2 separate regions of the Mus musculus genome follow, and region 1 is linked to region 2. Evidence: chromatin contacts called from public promoter capture Hi-C data. All regions are on one chromosome and are shown on one strand. Each heading gives the region's core, a stretch centred on a gene start, on an enhancer-like site or on the middle of the called end of the contact. The rest is flanking DNA. Distances are from core to core; before and after follow the strand shown. Region 1 holds the start of Sorbs1 (sorbin and SH3 domain containing 1). Region 2 holds the start of Hectd2 (HECT domain E3 ubiquitin protein ligase 2).

Region 1 (7,045 bases), core at 3,038-5,537, 4.0 Mb before region 2:
GCGTCATTCCACATGAAAGATAGAGGTGAAGTGTTGTGGGTCTGGGATGCGGGGGCCTCCCCATGTCCCTGGGGAGCTGGGAATGAAAGTGAGCTATAGGAGAGACACAGTTGTGATATAGAGAGCCCTCATCTATAATCAAGGCCAGTGGTTCTTGACCTATGGGTCGTGACCCCTCTGGCTGTCTCATATTCTACATATCAGATGTTTACATTATGATTCATAGCGGTAGCAAAATTACAGTTATGAAGTACCAATGAAATAATAATTTATATTTGGGGGTCACTACCGACATGAGGAACTCTATTAAAGGGTTGTAGCATTTGGAAGGTTGAGAATGAATGACCTAAGTTTTACCCCTTAGGCCCTGGGGTCTCCTCTCCTTAAGACCAGTTACATTATTTATAGGGCCCAGTTCTTCGATCAAACCTAGGGCCTAACACATGCTAGGCAGGTGTTCTACCATTGAGATATAACCCTAACCCAAGGGTCTAGTTCAAAATAAAAATTCAGGACCTTTTGTATGAAAATAAAAGAACTCCAAGAGAGGCAATCACACCATTAAAGCAAGTGTGGGGTATTTCTCAGTGTAGGCTGCTTGCCTGTAGTGTGGCCTTGGCCCACGTCCTAGTCAAGGTTTCTGTTGCTGTGATGAAACACCATGACCAAAAGCAACTTGGGGAGGAAAGGGTTTATACGGTTTATACTTCCACGTCATAGTTCATCATTGAAGGATGTCAGGGCAAGAACTCCAACAGGGTAGGAATCTGGAGGCAGGAGCTGATGCAGAAACAAATGGAGGGGTGCTGCTTACTGGCTTGTTCATCATAGCTTGCTCAACCTGCTTTTCTATAGAACCCAGGAATCACCAGACCAAGGATGGCACAAGGATTCACAGTGGGATGGGCCCTCCCCCATCAGTCACTAATTAAGAAAATGCCCTATAGTCCTATCTTATGAAGGCATAGCCTTCATTGAGATTTCCTTCTCTCTGATGACACTACCTTGTGTCAAGTTGACATAAAACTAACCAGCACAGCCTACGTGAACTTGACTGGCTCTCTGCCTCCTTTAGGCCTCACCTTGGGGCAACAGGGAGAGGACAGAACTTACTCTTGCCACATCTATAACACCAGGCCTCCCTCCCAGATGAATCAGTGAATGGCTGGAGATAGGAATGAGTCGGTCTAATTAAACCTAATAATCCCTTAGGTTGCTTTTATTGTGAACTATTATTAGACCACAGTTTGGGAGTTGCTCTTTGAAACTGGGTCTCACTGGGTCTCACTGGGTCTCACTGGGTCTCACTGGGTCTCACTGGGTCTCACTGGGTCTCACTGGGTAGCCTAAGCCAACTCTGAACATTTGCCCCAGCCTTCCAAGTGCTGTTATCACAGAAGCAAGCTACCACATTCTGGTCTTCATGGAAGAGATGTCTTAGAAATGTTTTGAGGTAGAAGGTTTTGCTTCCTCTCTGTCTCTTCTACTTGCCACCTTCCTGTCTTTTCCAGATTTCTCCGTCTCTCTTAGACACCTCATTTTATGCTTTCCAGTGAGGAATGGGACACTTGCTGAAGCTACTAAGGGGTTAGTTCAAGAGTTCAACCTCTTTTTAGGTCTCTTGAGTTTCAGTTTTCTCATTTCTAAGAATGGCCTTGAGTAGAATTCAAATTTTCCTGAGTACAGTCTGGTGTTTCGTTTTTAAATTATTATTTTTTTAAAAAGTTCACTGGATAATCTGATAACTTTTTATTTGTTTGTTTGTTTGTTTGTTTGTTTTTCAAGATAGAGTTTTACTCTGTAGCCTGGGCTCTCCTGGAACTCATTCAGTAGATCAGGCTGGCCTTGAACTCAGAGATCTGCTTGCCTCTGTCTCTGGGATTAAAGGCATGTGCCACCACCACTTGGCTTGACAGATGTTTATAAAGGGAAAAAAAAATCAGAAAAACAAAGATGAACAAAAATATTTATACATAATTCTAGAGGAAAAATTGTAATGAGATTTTACACATCAGTTTTCAGTCATCCTTCCCATTCAATAATATAAGCATTTTTGAGTTTTGCTATGGCAACAGTGGGCCATGGCGGCTTACTGATGGTTGTGAGCTATTGTGTGTGCACTAGAAACTGAACTGGGTACTCAGCAAGAGAATAAGCGCTCTGAACTATTAAGCCAATTCCACAGCTCCCCACCCCTTTAAAATTACCAAAAATACTTCCTCATTTTTCATAGCTACCTAGTGTTCTGTTAAATGGTGCATATTTAATGTATATAAGTACAGTGTAGTTGTCTTCAGACACAACAGAAGAGGGCATCAGATCCCATTACATACAGACGGTTGTGAGCTAACATGTGGATGCTGGGAATTGAACCCTGGACCTCTGGAAGAAGAGTCAGTGCTCTTAACCACTGAGTCATCTCTCCAGCCCCAAACGGAACATTGAGTTGTTCTGACATTGTGTGTGTGTGTGTGTGTGTGTGTGTGTGTGTGTGTGTGTGTGTGTGTTCTAAACCTTGTTGCCTGGATTTGGTAGGTAGATAACTCTCAGTTTCTCTGCCTTCTATTTCCTACCTCTTTGGCTAATCTCCTAGTATCACTGTGCCTTTAGCTATGTTGTTGTTAGATGTGTAGCGGTGCATATAAAGCTCACAGCCCTGGTGCAACAGTGCACTGTTAATACAGGCACATTCATACTTGCTGCTTTATTATTTTATAGACCAGAGAGCTGTTTGTCCAGACTGTAGCATAAGGTAACAGCAGAGCCTGGGAAGTGTGTTTTACAAAGCAACAGGATGAGGTCTGGGCGAGGCAGAGCCCTGTGCTGAGGGACCCCGGGTTCTCTGGAGGCTTCTTGTTTCCTTGGTTATAGCACGAGCTCCCAGACAGCTAGAAGTCTTCAATTAAAATACACAGACAACAGAATTGAGGACAGCAGGTGCTCAGCCAGGACCTGTCACTGTTCCCTGACATCTAACAACCTTTACAGACAGGGTTCCCCTTGCCTGTGCAGTCACTAGGTCCTATTCTTACCCCACCACACAGCCTGCTAACTAGGAACACAGTTGGGCTGAAGATTCTTGCCCAAGATAGCAGAAAAGAATTAATTGTGCTCAGGTGACTATTCTGTTGTGTTGGAAAGTTGTAAGTCAACTTGACACAGGCTAAGGTCATCTGAGGGGAGGGAACCACAATTAAGAAAATGCCTCCGTAAGATGGGGCTGTAGGCAAGCCTGTAGGGCATTTTTAAAATTAGTGACTGATGGGGGAGGTTCCAACCCATTGTGGATGGGCCATCCTGAGCTCATGGTCTTGGATTCTATATGAAAACAGACTAAGCAAGCCATGGAGAGCAAGCCAGTATGCGGTATCCCTCTGTATCAGCTTCCTGACTCCTGCCCTGTTTGAGTTCCTGTCCTGACTTCCTTCAATGGGGAGCAGTGTTGTGGAAGTGTAAGCCAAATAAACTCTTTTCTCCCCAATTTGCAGAGTGGTGCAGCCAATAATCCGCTCTAGAGGCTGAGTCAGGAGGTTGGCCTGGGGTGTGAGTATGTGGGGCAGCCTCTAATCCCAGAAGGTGGGATTAAGGATCATCTTTGGCTGCACGGTGAGTTTGAGGCCGCGCTAGAATACGTGAGCCGCCTGTCCAAAAATAAATAAATAAATAAATAAATAAATAAATAAATAAATAAATAAAGACTAAAACGAGAAACTAGTAACAACGTCTTTTTCACAAGGCTGGGAAAATCAAATGAGAAAATAGGGAGCATTAGGCAACTGTCTGGTAGAATATAATCAGACTGACAGTGCCATTGGCAAGCTTTTATTCACTACATTTTATCAAGAGGAATTATGGTGCCATTTTACAGATCAGCAAAAGGGCACAGGGTTAAGTAATTTGTTTATAGCTAGGACACACTGTTATTTTACGCTTACTGTTCTTTTCAAGCTCTCTGTGGGCAAACCCTTATAGAGACCACAGGGCCAGCGTCTGGAGTCACTCGCGGGCAGCCCAGGGTAGAAAGGGTTAGCGGGTGCGCGCGCGACATCCGCGGGAACCCGCGGGCGCGCGCCCCGCTCACAGGGACGCAGGCTTGGCGGCGGGCTCTTCCTCGCCTCCCCATTGGCGCACACGCCCCTTCCTGTCACGGCCGGCCAGGCCCCGCCCCCTGGGCGCTGCCGGAGTGGACGGTTCCAGGCCATGCTAATGAGGGGCTGGTCGCCGCCGCCCATTGGCCGGCCCCAGTGTCGGTGAAGTCAGCTCGGAGTAGCAGAAAAACAGAGCGGGGCTGACTGTAGCGTGGAGCGCGAGCCGGGCTGGACGCGCGCAAGCCCTTGCCGGGGACCCGCGAGGTAAGCGGGCGGCGGCTGCGCTCTCCGGCGGCAGCTCCCGGGCGGGCGCAGCGGGCCCCCGGAGCGGTGCCTTTGTTCAGCGCGCGGAGGAGGTGCTTTTAAAGGGCCAGCTGTTGGAAGGACCTGGGGGCCCCCCTTCTCCCAGAGCATCCCCGGGTGGCCGCGGGGGACCTTCGCCGAGCCGTGTCTCCCGGCTGCTCTGTGTCCCCTCTCCCCGTCCCTTCAAGAAAAGTTGCTAGGACGCGGGGAGGTTTGGGGATTCCAGGTTTCTTTATGCCTTTTCGTTTTTGGTAGGTGAAGGTAAGTGCGATCATGGCCTCTGCTTAGGAGGGAATGTCCGCCCGCTTCAGCCTGGCTGCAGTGTGGGTGGATGGAGACGGGAGAGCCCTGGTGGGTTTGCGCTGGAAAGTGAAACTACTGAGGGTCTTTTCTGCAGTGGCCAAAGGAAGAAGGGCGCAAGTGTCAGGATGGAGGCATCTCAGGTGTATTCATTCATCAGCACACCCTTCCACTCCATCACCTAAGCCGAGGGCGGCGGGAGGGGGGCAAGCACTACGCTGCTGGCCCAGACCAGCCTGCATCCGAGCGTGTTGGTGGGTGTGTGTCTGGGTATACGGTGCTTCCGCTCACCGCCCAGGCCCCTTCATGCTTCCCTGGATGACTGGATGACAGCATCTTGCAGGGCAGCCCATCACCAAAGGGACCTAAAGCTACTCCTTTCTCTTATTTCCCAGGCTGTCCCTCCCGGGGTTTCCACGGTCTTTTCCCTGATAAGCGGTGGTGACATTCGAGATAGGAGGGAAAGGAGGCTTTAAAGTCATTATGCTTCTTTGAAGGGCGACGTGCTGTCGATTTCTGTATCCTGGAACCTCTGCGTGTCATACTATGCCTTTGAAATTCATCAGTGCTTTTTCCGGGCGGACAGAATTTATTATGCATTGCTACATAGAAGCAGAAGATCCCTCTGAGCCGGCTCATTCCATCCTGTCCGAGGGTTTTCCCAGCATGTTCTGGACGAGCCTTTGGATTTTTGTTTGAATCGCTGAGCTCTGGGTTGCCCCTGTTGTCACACGGCCGACCTACTGAAATTGCTAAAATTGATTTCAGTCAGTAGGCGGGATGTTCATCTAGAGACACCATAGAACCTGCCAGGCATGTTAGGCCGCTGACTGATCCCCCCCCCCCCCCCCCGCCCATCTTCCAGTCCCCAACACTGGTGTGTCCTTTTTCTTCCTTGGAGAAGGCCAGGGACAGCTTGTCTGACCACATGCTTTTTTTGATTTTTTAAAATACCTCTCTTTACATTTAAGTGTGTGTTTTGGCTGGAAAGATATCGAGGTGGTGATTGAAGGGTGGATTAAAAGTGGGGTGGACAGCAGCAGGGGACAGCCGTGCCAATGACAGAAAACACACATTGGGAGATTTTATAGCTTCAGCCTTCAGTGAGTGAGTGAGTGAGTGAGATGTCTACAGGGTGAGGTGTGTTGGCTGTGAGGGGGAGGGGTGGAGGAGGAAGATACTGCCAACAGTTTTTTGCCCCACCCTCCTGCTGCCGCCTTAAATAACTCCTGGCCAGCCCAGCCCTGAGGTCTTTTTGAGCCTGAGGGGAGAAAGGTGGTCTGTTAGCCCACCTCTGCCTGGGGCACCTTTGATGCAGATTAGGAAGGGTTAGTAGTTCTTAGGGTAGGGGGTCAAAGATGGTATATTCCTTAGCCTAAGGACTCGTGGTAACAGTCTGGTGACTTCCCTGCAGGCAATTAGTACCTGAATGAAGTGCTGGTCGACCTCTGTAGGACAACCCCCTTTTGTTGGCTCTACCTCCTTTTTTTTTTTTTTTTTTTTTTTTTTGCTAAAGCAAGTTGAATTTCTGTAAACTTTTTGAAGAGATTGGGAATATTGGGATGGGGTTGTAAATATGGCAAAGAAGAAAAGAAAATTGCTTCTTCCTGGCAGAACAAAGACCCGTTCAGCTCTTCTGTTTCTTCTTCAAAATAGAGTTGGATGCAGATTGCTGGGTGTGGAGAGATAGGGTCCAGGGAAGAGAGCCTCGCCTGTGGCACTGGTAGTGTCCTTGTCTTCGAAACTCCACTCTCCCTGGACCCTTCTCTGGAGGTGGATGTGGAAGGCACTCACTGGTAATTTAGGATTTAACTAGCCTTCAAGGAGGAATAGATGATCAAAAAAAAAAAAAAATTGATGTAAGCTTGTACCAGAAGCAGGCTGGCTTTGGCTCTGATCAGCACTCTCTGGGCCTTGAGCTTGTGGCTTATGCTGTGTTCCTGTTGGTAAAATAAGAGGCTTTAGAGTGGTGACGTTCTAGGGTTCCCAAAAGCACCATTTAGTTTAAAATCACAAGTACATTTTGTGACGGCGATTTTAGATTCTTTGCTGTTTGCTAGTCAGATGTTAAATTCTGAGTATTTAAGCAAGACTACTGAAGAAGCACTCGAGAGCTGGGGCTTCTGTCGGAGTCAGACTACCTTTTACTTGATTGGTGCGATTCATGTGGTTTTAGAGTATGTAAATAATTCAGGGCTAGAATGATCCAGAGTGAGAGACGTGGACGTAGGAGCGAGTTGGTGTGTGGGGGAGGTGAGGATGGGATGACAGATTGCGGAGGAAAGGGCGTTTCTATAATTCATTCCCTCCCCGCCTGTGTTTTATTTATGATCGCACAGGTGAGCGTTTAAATA
Region 2 (7,311 bases), core at 4,492-6,991:
GCTCAGAATTGGGGAGAGAATTTTGAAACAACCTTTGCAGCTCAGTATCATTTTACCCTTTGGCAATATACAAGAAATCTGATTCCCACATCTGTCCCAGAAGATGGGATAACACTCTATCCACGAGGTTGTTGTGTGGTTTTCTATTGTATTAACTGACTAAATGACACATGAAAAATGTATAGTACACAATATGCACTCAACAGTTATATTATTTACCTATGCTTTTTTGAAAAAGAGGAGAGACAGACAGACTGACTGATTGACTGACAGACTGACTCACTATGTAGTCTTGACTGTCCTACAGCTCAAGAGTCTGGTCTACCTTTATCTCCCAAAAGTGCTAGGCTGGAAGCATGGACCACTAGATCAGGTCATATGTATTTAAAAAATCTTAGTTTATTAAATTATGTAAGATACATTCACTATTATTTTTTCATTCTCTCCCTACATCACCTCATTTAGAATATGATAGACAAAATGCACAAAAGGTTACATATATAAGACTGTTCAAAATGCTAAGCTGTGCAGAGTTTAGGTAAACACACACACACACAACATTTTTTTAAAATGTTACTGGCTGGATTGTTTTATTTTAATATGCTTCCTCTTCCTCTTCTTCCTCCTCTTCCTCCTCTTCCTCCTTTTTCTGCCTTCTTTTTCCTTCCATCCTCTTCCTTCTCTTCTTCCTCTTCTTCTTCCTCCTGAGAAACTCTTTCTGGAACTGTCTTTTTTCCCCTGTATTAATCCTTCTATCTTTCATTACTGTCGCCGAGGTTCCACACTGTGTGGGTTCTTCTACTCTGTACAGTTAATCCTGTGGTCAACACTCCAGTGGGTGTGCTCACCATCTCAAGCATGAACCACAACCCTCCTTCCTTCACTTTCTTCCTCCTACTTCCTCCAGTTTAACTACACACTACCAACAACTTCATTATGTTGTTCCTCTATTCGAGGAATTCCAAAGGCTTCCCATTAACCACAGTGGAAATGTCCAACCTTCTCCAGCCCTCGAGCATCCTTACATAACTCCCACAAGTCCTCGGCAAGTTTCCATTGGGCTTGTTTTATTGTTACTTAATTTATTTTTCTCTTTAAGGCCTCTCAAGTTATTTTCCCCACTGTTTACATATTCCTTTCGCTCGTTCAGATTCTATCATTCCTTCAATGGCCAGCCAGCTTAAATAATTACCTTTACTTCAAGGCCTTTCTTCATGGCTCTGCACACACTGATCATCTCCATATTGCAAACTGTTTCTGTAGCTTATTGTGGCTTTTTCTGGGGAGGGGGGGAGTTCCAGTGGGCTTTTATTGAGATCAATTAACAAAAAGAGATAAGATTTTACCAACCATCTTTTCTGAACCATGTATAAACTCTGTAAGGACTCTGGTCCATAGACATGTACATACAACGTAACACATCCCAACAAAAACATACTACACACCCCCCTGAACATTTGCCAATTAAACAGAAAGCCAATTTTCCCTTTCCCCTAATTGTTTTCAAAATTTTAAGTTCCCACTGTTTAAAGTAGAACTAACTGGTCCTGTATAACTAGGAACATTAGAATTACTGTGGCTTTTACATACTGATTTGCTTGTTATCCATTAGCCCCAGATCACCGGAGGTGCGACATTCTGGCTAAGCCTTGTCTGTGTTTCTACCCCAGTTAGTGCAAAGCTAAGCATAACATATGTTCAGTGACTGGTAGCTCCATCATGGTCCAGAGGTTCCAGCAAGCCCATTCATACACAACACAAACTTGTCACTCTTGTCCTCTGCACACACCTTGTGTTTTCTCTTAAACGCTTCTACTGCCTACTTGGCACAGTTCCTCATCTTCTATTTGGGGGCAAGCTTCCCTTTGAATTCCAAACTAGGGATGGAAATGTAGCTCAGTGATAGAATGCATGTGCACAAAGCCCTGAGTTTGATCCTCAGCAAAATACACATGTACACACACATACATGCACACTCACGCATGTACACACACACAGTTTAAACTGATTTCACCTCCCTAGTTATATAAAATTTATCTTTTTTGAATCTATTTAATTCCTTGGTATAGTCAATTCCAGTGAGAACCTCTCTTTCCCATTCAGCCCATTAAATACTGAAGGAAGCAATAAAACTCGTCCCTACTTGCCACAGTTAATTCTGTCTCTCCTTTGTGTATTTTCTCCTTTATTTACCATGTTTTTCTAATATTTGTATTAAATCACTAATTTACATATTTGTCTCCATTTCAATCTGCCAGCCTTAGTGAATTCAGTATGTCTAATTTCCATCACCTGGGGCCTCTTGAGCATCTCTCACTGAGACACTTAAACAGCCATCCCTTTCACTAACCCCTGCACCCCATCTTTCATAGAACCACTTTGACAGCTATTGCTAAGCAGATTTGGGATGAGGGTGTAGTTTTAAAACACAGATTGCTGAGCTGTGCTCATAGCTTTTAATTCAGTACATTACAGCATCAGTGTTCACTCTTAGTTTTACCAAGAAGTTAAAAGAAAAATATGTCTCCAGTCTCAGAAATTCTGATTTAAAAAGCTTGCATTTGGGCCGGGCATGGTGGCGCACGCCTTTAATCCCAGCACTTGGGAGGCAGAGGCAGGTGGATTTCTGAGTTCGAGGCCAGCCTGGTCTACAGAGTGAGTTCCAGGAAGCCAGGGCTATACAGAGAAACCCTGTCCCGAAAAACCAAAAACCAAACAAACAAAAAAGCTTGCATTTAGGCCGTCATAGTGCTTCCCAGTTGATTTTTACTGTGCATCAGATTGAAAACTGGTATCTTAGGGTGGGATGTGAGTCAGGACCAACATCCTACCAAAGTAACTCTACAGTCAGTCTCGTTTGAGACCTGTGTCAGGAATCTTCTGAATGGAATTTGGCATAGAGGTAGTATCAGAATTTACAGTTTCTACCATTCTCTCTCCCATCATGGCACCCCTCTTTAAACATTCAGAATATAGCTTATATTTTTTGGCCTTATTAGGATCAGCATAATCTGACCTCTTCTTTATTTTCGTGAGCTGTCACTCTTACTTGTTTCTACACCGTCATAACCATGACACACTAATTTTCTGAGGGAAAAAACCCCACATGATTACAGGGCCACTTGAATTGAAATATAAACTCAAGTTGGAAGGGTGGAGCTATTAATTTGGGCAAAAAGGAAGAATCACTAAAAGGGTCCCCAAAGTTCCTGATGTCAATTAGGATACTAAACAAACCTTGAGTTCTGCTTAAGCCCTACAGAGTTCAGAAATAAACTAGGAGGCAATAAACTGTCTTTCTCTTTCCACCACATTCCATCAAGTCTTCCCCACTCTACTGGAGAATCCGGTCATCCCAGATGCCCTGGCTTTCCTCATCTTCAGATGTCAGCATTTTTTTTCCTTAGGCTTTTTATCATGATGCCTCAAAATTTCAGCTCTGAAAATCCTCTTGAAAAATATGCAATACATACTTGCATTTTCCTCTTAAAATTTCCATTGAAAAATCCAACAGCAGTATCAAGGTCAAAAGAAATTTTAAGGCACCACCAGAAACTGCCTCAGAATCCCAAGTTTTCTATTCCAAACTGTTTTTATCCTCCATGTTCAAAGATTTTTTAAAAATTCTTAAACTATAGGCTCTTTGACTAGTCTACATCCTGAAAAAGAGTGTCTTTGCAATTCACTTGGTAGCACAAATGTGGATGTGCCTTGAAATGCCATAAGGCAAGTAAGAGTTTTTAACCTTATTCCACTGAACAGAACAAACAATACATTGGCTACAGTTTTAGATACTACTGATGCCAGGAAATTGGCCAGGACTTCACTGTAGTTATTACATGTGGTAATACTTAAAAGGATTACTTTCTTAAAATCTGAAAAACTTGAAATTACTAAGACCTATGTGCTTCAGATAACAAATGTTAGACTTCCAGCCACACTGTATCAGCTTCTGTTAAGTTCCAAACCTTTCTTTCAGTTCCACTGAAATTATATGTAAATAATATTGATAAATAATAGACATTATTTGCTATATATAATATATTCTTCACTATATATAAATAATTTGGGGAAAGGTACTTGCTGTTAGACACTAAACTCATAACATTGCTTCTAAAAGCAGATGTTACATTTTCCCTCTTAATAACCACCTTAGGAAAAAACTGCCAAAGCATGGGGTGACAACCAACACCAGGTCACATGTATATGTGACCTCCATACACATATACCCATACTCACACGTATACACACACTAGACACATACCCAGACTTGAAACAAACAAACTACATTGGCATTAAGAAGTCCTACATAAAAAGCTGTGAAAACCCTGTGCACCAACAGACTACAATATGAATGACAAATTGCTTCAAAGCATCTCCCAAGGTAATTCCTAACTACAGCTGCAATTTACCAATCAGTTGTAGTTATCCTTTTAAAATGTGTGTCATTGCTGTCCAAATCTGCTGTGCTGACTTATGATAAAAGAGTTGTCTTTAACAATTTCCAGTTATTACAGGCTTCAGACATTTTTGAAAAACCTACCAAATCATAACATTATTCTGATACTAATACTTTATAAAGAAGAGTGAGCTATTTTAGTAAGTTCCTAGTCATTTAGGAGGGCGGCTTCTAGAAACTAATTGCAAGTAGAAATTTTTTTAAATGTATAATATTCCCCAAACTTTTACTATTTTGTCACGTACAGATGCGTTGACAAGTCATAATCTTTAAATACTTGAAAGCAAACTTGCCCAAAGTATTTAAATACTATGTCAAATAAAAATGTCAAAACCAGAAGTTAATCATAAAGCAACCAGACTCCCAACCACTAAGTACAAACAGGGGGAAGGGAGAGAGGGGATGATGTCCCATGACATCATTTGGCAGTATGGAGTTTGAAGGCTGAGAGCGCCTTCCAAATTAACCCTTGCAAAATCCAGCTGGGAAATTACCACGCTTATTAAGCTTGGATAGCCGAGTTTTAAAAGAAGAAAAAGCCTCGCTCCTTCAAATCACACGTCAGTACCGTATGAAAAAAATAAAAGCATCCAGGGAGGCAACTGCCTCCCACTACCCGGATAGCAACGGAAAGGTCAGAATTAGGAGGAAACTCCTCTCTGAGACTGTTCAACCCGAGGGGAGAAAGGACCGCAAAAGCGAAGGGAAGCGCTGCCTTGGCGCCCACAGGCAGGTTCTCCCACTCAGGGAAAACCTCCCTGACGCCCAACTGGCACCCATGCTCATCCAACAGAGGATGCCGACCCTCAGCAGAAAGTCGGGAGCCAGACCCCCCGAAAACAAGCAAACACCCAGCATCAGGCAGCGGACCCCACTCCCCGAGCGTGGAAGGCGCGGTTCCCAAGTGATGGCCGTTGCCCTCGAGGCGCAACTTCCCTGTTGTCCCCTCTCCAGGCCGCCTTCAACCCACCGCCCAGGGCGCCCCCCGGCCCCCGCCGCACCTACCGCGGCTGCGCCGGCCGTCACGATGGGCGGCAGCTTCTCGCGCTCCGGTTCTTTCCCCTTCCTCTCCTCCGGGGCGGCCGCGGCTACCGCCGGCGGCGCTCCGGGCGAGAGATCCCGAGCCGCCTCACTCATGTCTGGCCGGGCGGCTGAGGCGCGAGGCGGTGGCGGCGGCGGCAGCGGCGGCCGGACTGCAGCCGGGGCGGGCGCTGCTGCTGCTGCCGCGGCCGCGAGAGGGCTCCTTCCAACCGCCGCCGCCGCGCCGCCCCCGCCCCCGCGCGCGCCCGCGGCCCGTCGCGCGCCCGCGCGTGTGCGCGCGCCCCCGGGCTGGCCGCCAGGCTCCGCCGCCCACCCCCTGCGTGCGCCCGGCTCGCGCCCTCGGCCGCGCTCCGCTCCCGCGGGTCCGCCGGCCGGGGCTCAGACCGCGGCCCCGCGTCACGCGCGGGGACCGCTGAGGAGACGGCGCGGGGCGGGAGCTGGGGGGCGCCTGGTCGCCATGTTGGTCGCGGGCTGTGGTGGGAGGGCGACAGGCCTTGTAAAGGCTGTGACACGGATTCTAACCCTGGCTTTCCCTTCACCTGGAGTGGCAGGTGAGCCGGGGACCTTTGACCCAGCTGGTGGCCTTTGACCTTTAAACTCGCGCTCAGGAAGCGGACTCGGGGTCATGTCTGCCCCCTGATCTTTCCTCCAGTGCCTCCAGCGCCGGGGAGACTGGGAGACCGCTCACCTGAGCATCCTTATGACTAACTCTTTCCCCGTGTCCTCTCCTGGCCTCATCCTACGGGAGAAGCGCTTAGGGTCGGGAGAGGACAATGCGACACCGTGCTCCCCTCCCACACACACTCCAGGGCAGGACGGCCAGGCCACACTTTCCATTTCTGAGCCGCGGTCCCTCATGACTGCCAAGTCCGCCTCTCCCTTCCGTGCCCACGCGCCTACATTTTGCTCTCCCCGCCCCCCGCCGTCCTTCGTTCCCTCTAATCCCTTGTCCCCTTCCGTTTATAAGTTACAGATGGACAGATCCAAACTGCTGAGTAATCCATAATAAACCTCGTAATAAATTCTGGGTAAGAACGTTTAAAAAATTACTTTAAATCGTCATGTTAAAATATCCCCACCTCCACCACCCGACGACGACTTAGACAATTTCCTTTCTCCTCGCCCCCTCCTTTTCCTTTTATCAGTCTGCTGGAATGGCAGAGACACCTGCTGATGGAGGAGAAGGGAGAGAGGAAGTATTCACTGTACCACTTACTAAAAATAGAGAATTTCTCGACATTGAGGTCTTGGGATTTTTAGTTGAGACTTCGTTATTTTATTCATGGTGAAGTGAATTTTCTAATCCAAGAATACTCAGCTCCAAATACAAGAAGCAAGAATATCTCTGAAACAAATTCAGAGGGGATTTGGTGACTGTCATTTTATATAATTCAGAGTCCGCAGAACTAAATAAATAGTTACAGTTCTTCCTGGCATGAGGTTGTTTTTCAAGCCCAGAATTTGTAGCAAGCAATAAAGTGAATCGGATAGTGCCTACTGTATTACTTTGGAAATTATAAAGTTTGCTTCTATTTCTAGGAAGTATTTGTAGTTTTAATATAATTGCTGTCACCATCGTTTCTCTATTAATAACAAAAGGTGTACAATAAGTAGAATAAAGTAGCCAGGTATTTCATAATCTTTAGAGCCAAATGACACAGGCACTACTTTGCAACACCCTTTTCTGTCTCCTTTTTCTTGAATTTTTGTTTTTAGACCTCTCTTCTTAAATCTCCGGACTATCTCATAGACATCTGTTTTCTTTTAGCAGGCCAGCATGCTGAAAACTGGTAACAAACATTGTAAAACCA

Evidence for each region. Promoter capture Hi-C pulls out the DNA fragments that hold promoters and counts their contacts.
Region 1: a contact with region 2 is called in a promoter capture Hi-C map of pre-B cells. The contact joins the promoter of Sorbs1 here to the promoter of Hectd2 in region 2. A contact is called at or near these places in 2 of 39 promoter capture datasets (cranial neural crest and pre-B cells).

Annotation. Positions count from the first base shown.
Region 1 is chr19:40,510,978-40,518,022 of GRCm38.p6, reverse strand. Sorbs1 (sorbin and SH3 domain containing 1) reads left to right here and starts at 4,287. Exons shown (of 29, transcript NM_178362.1): 1 at 4,287-4,652.
Region 2 is chr19:36,553,069-36,560,379 of GRCm38.p6, reverse strand. Hectd2 (HECT domain E3 ubiquitin protein ligase 2) reads right to left here and starts at 5,741. Exons shown (of 21, transcript NM_172637.3): 1 at 5,465-5,741. The coding sequence starts at 5,596. Gm41838 (a long non-coding RNA gene) reads left to right here and starts at 6,341. Exons shown (of 2, transcript XR_877830.3): 1 at 6,341-6,528; 2 at 6,646-7,311.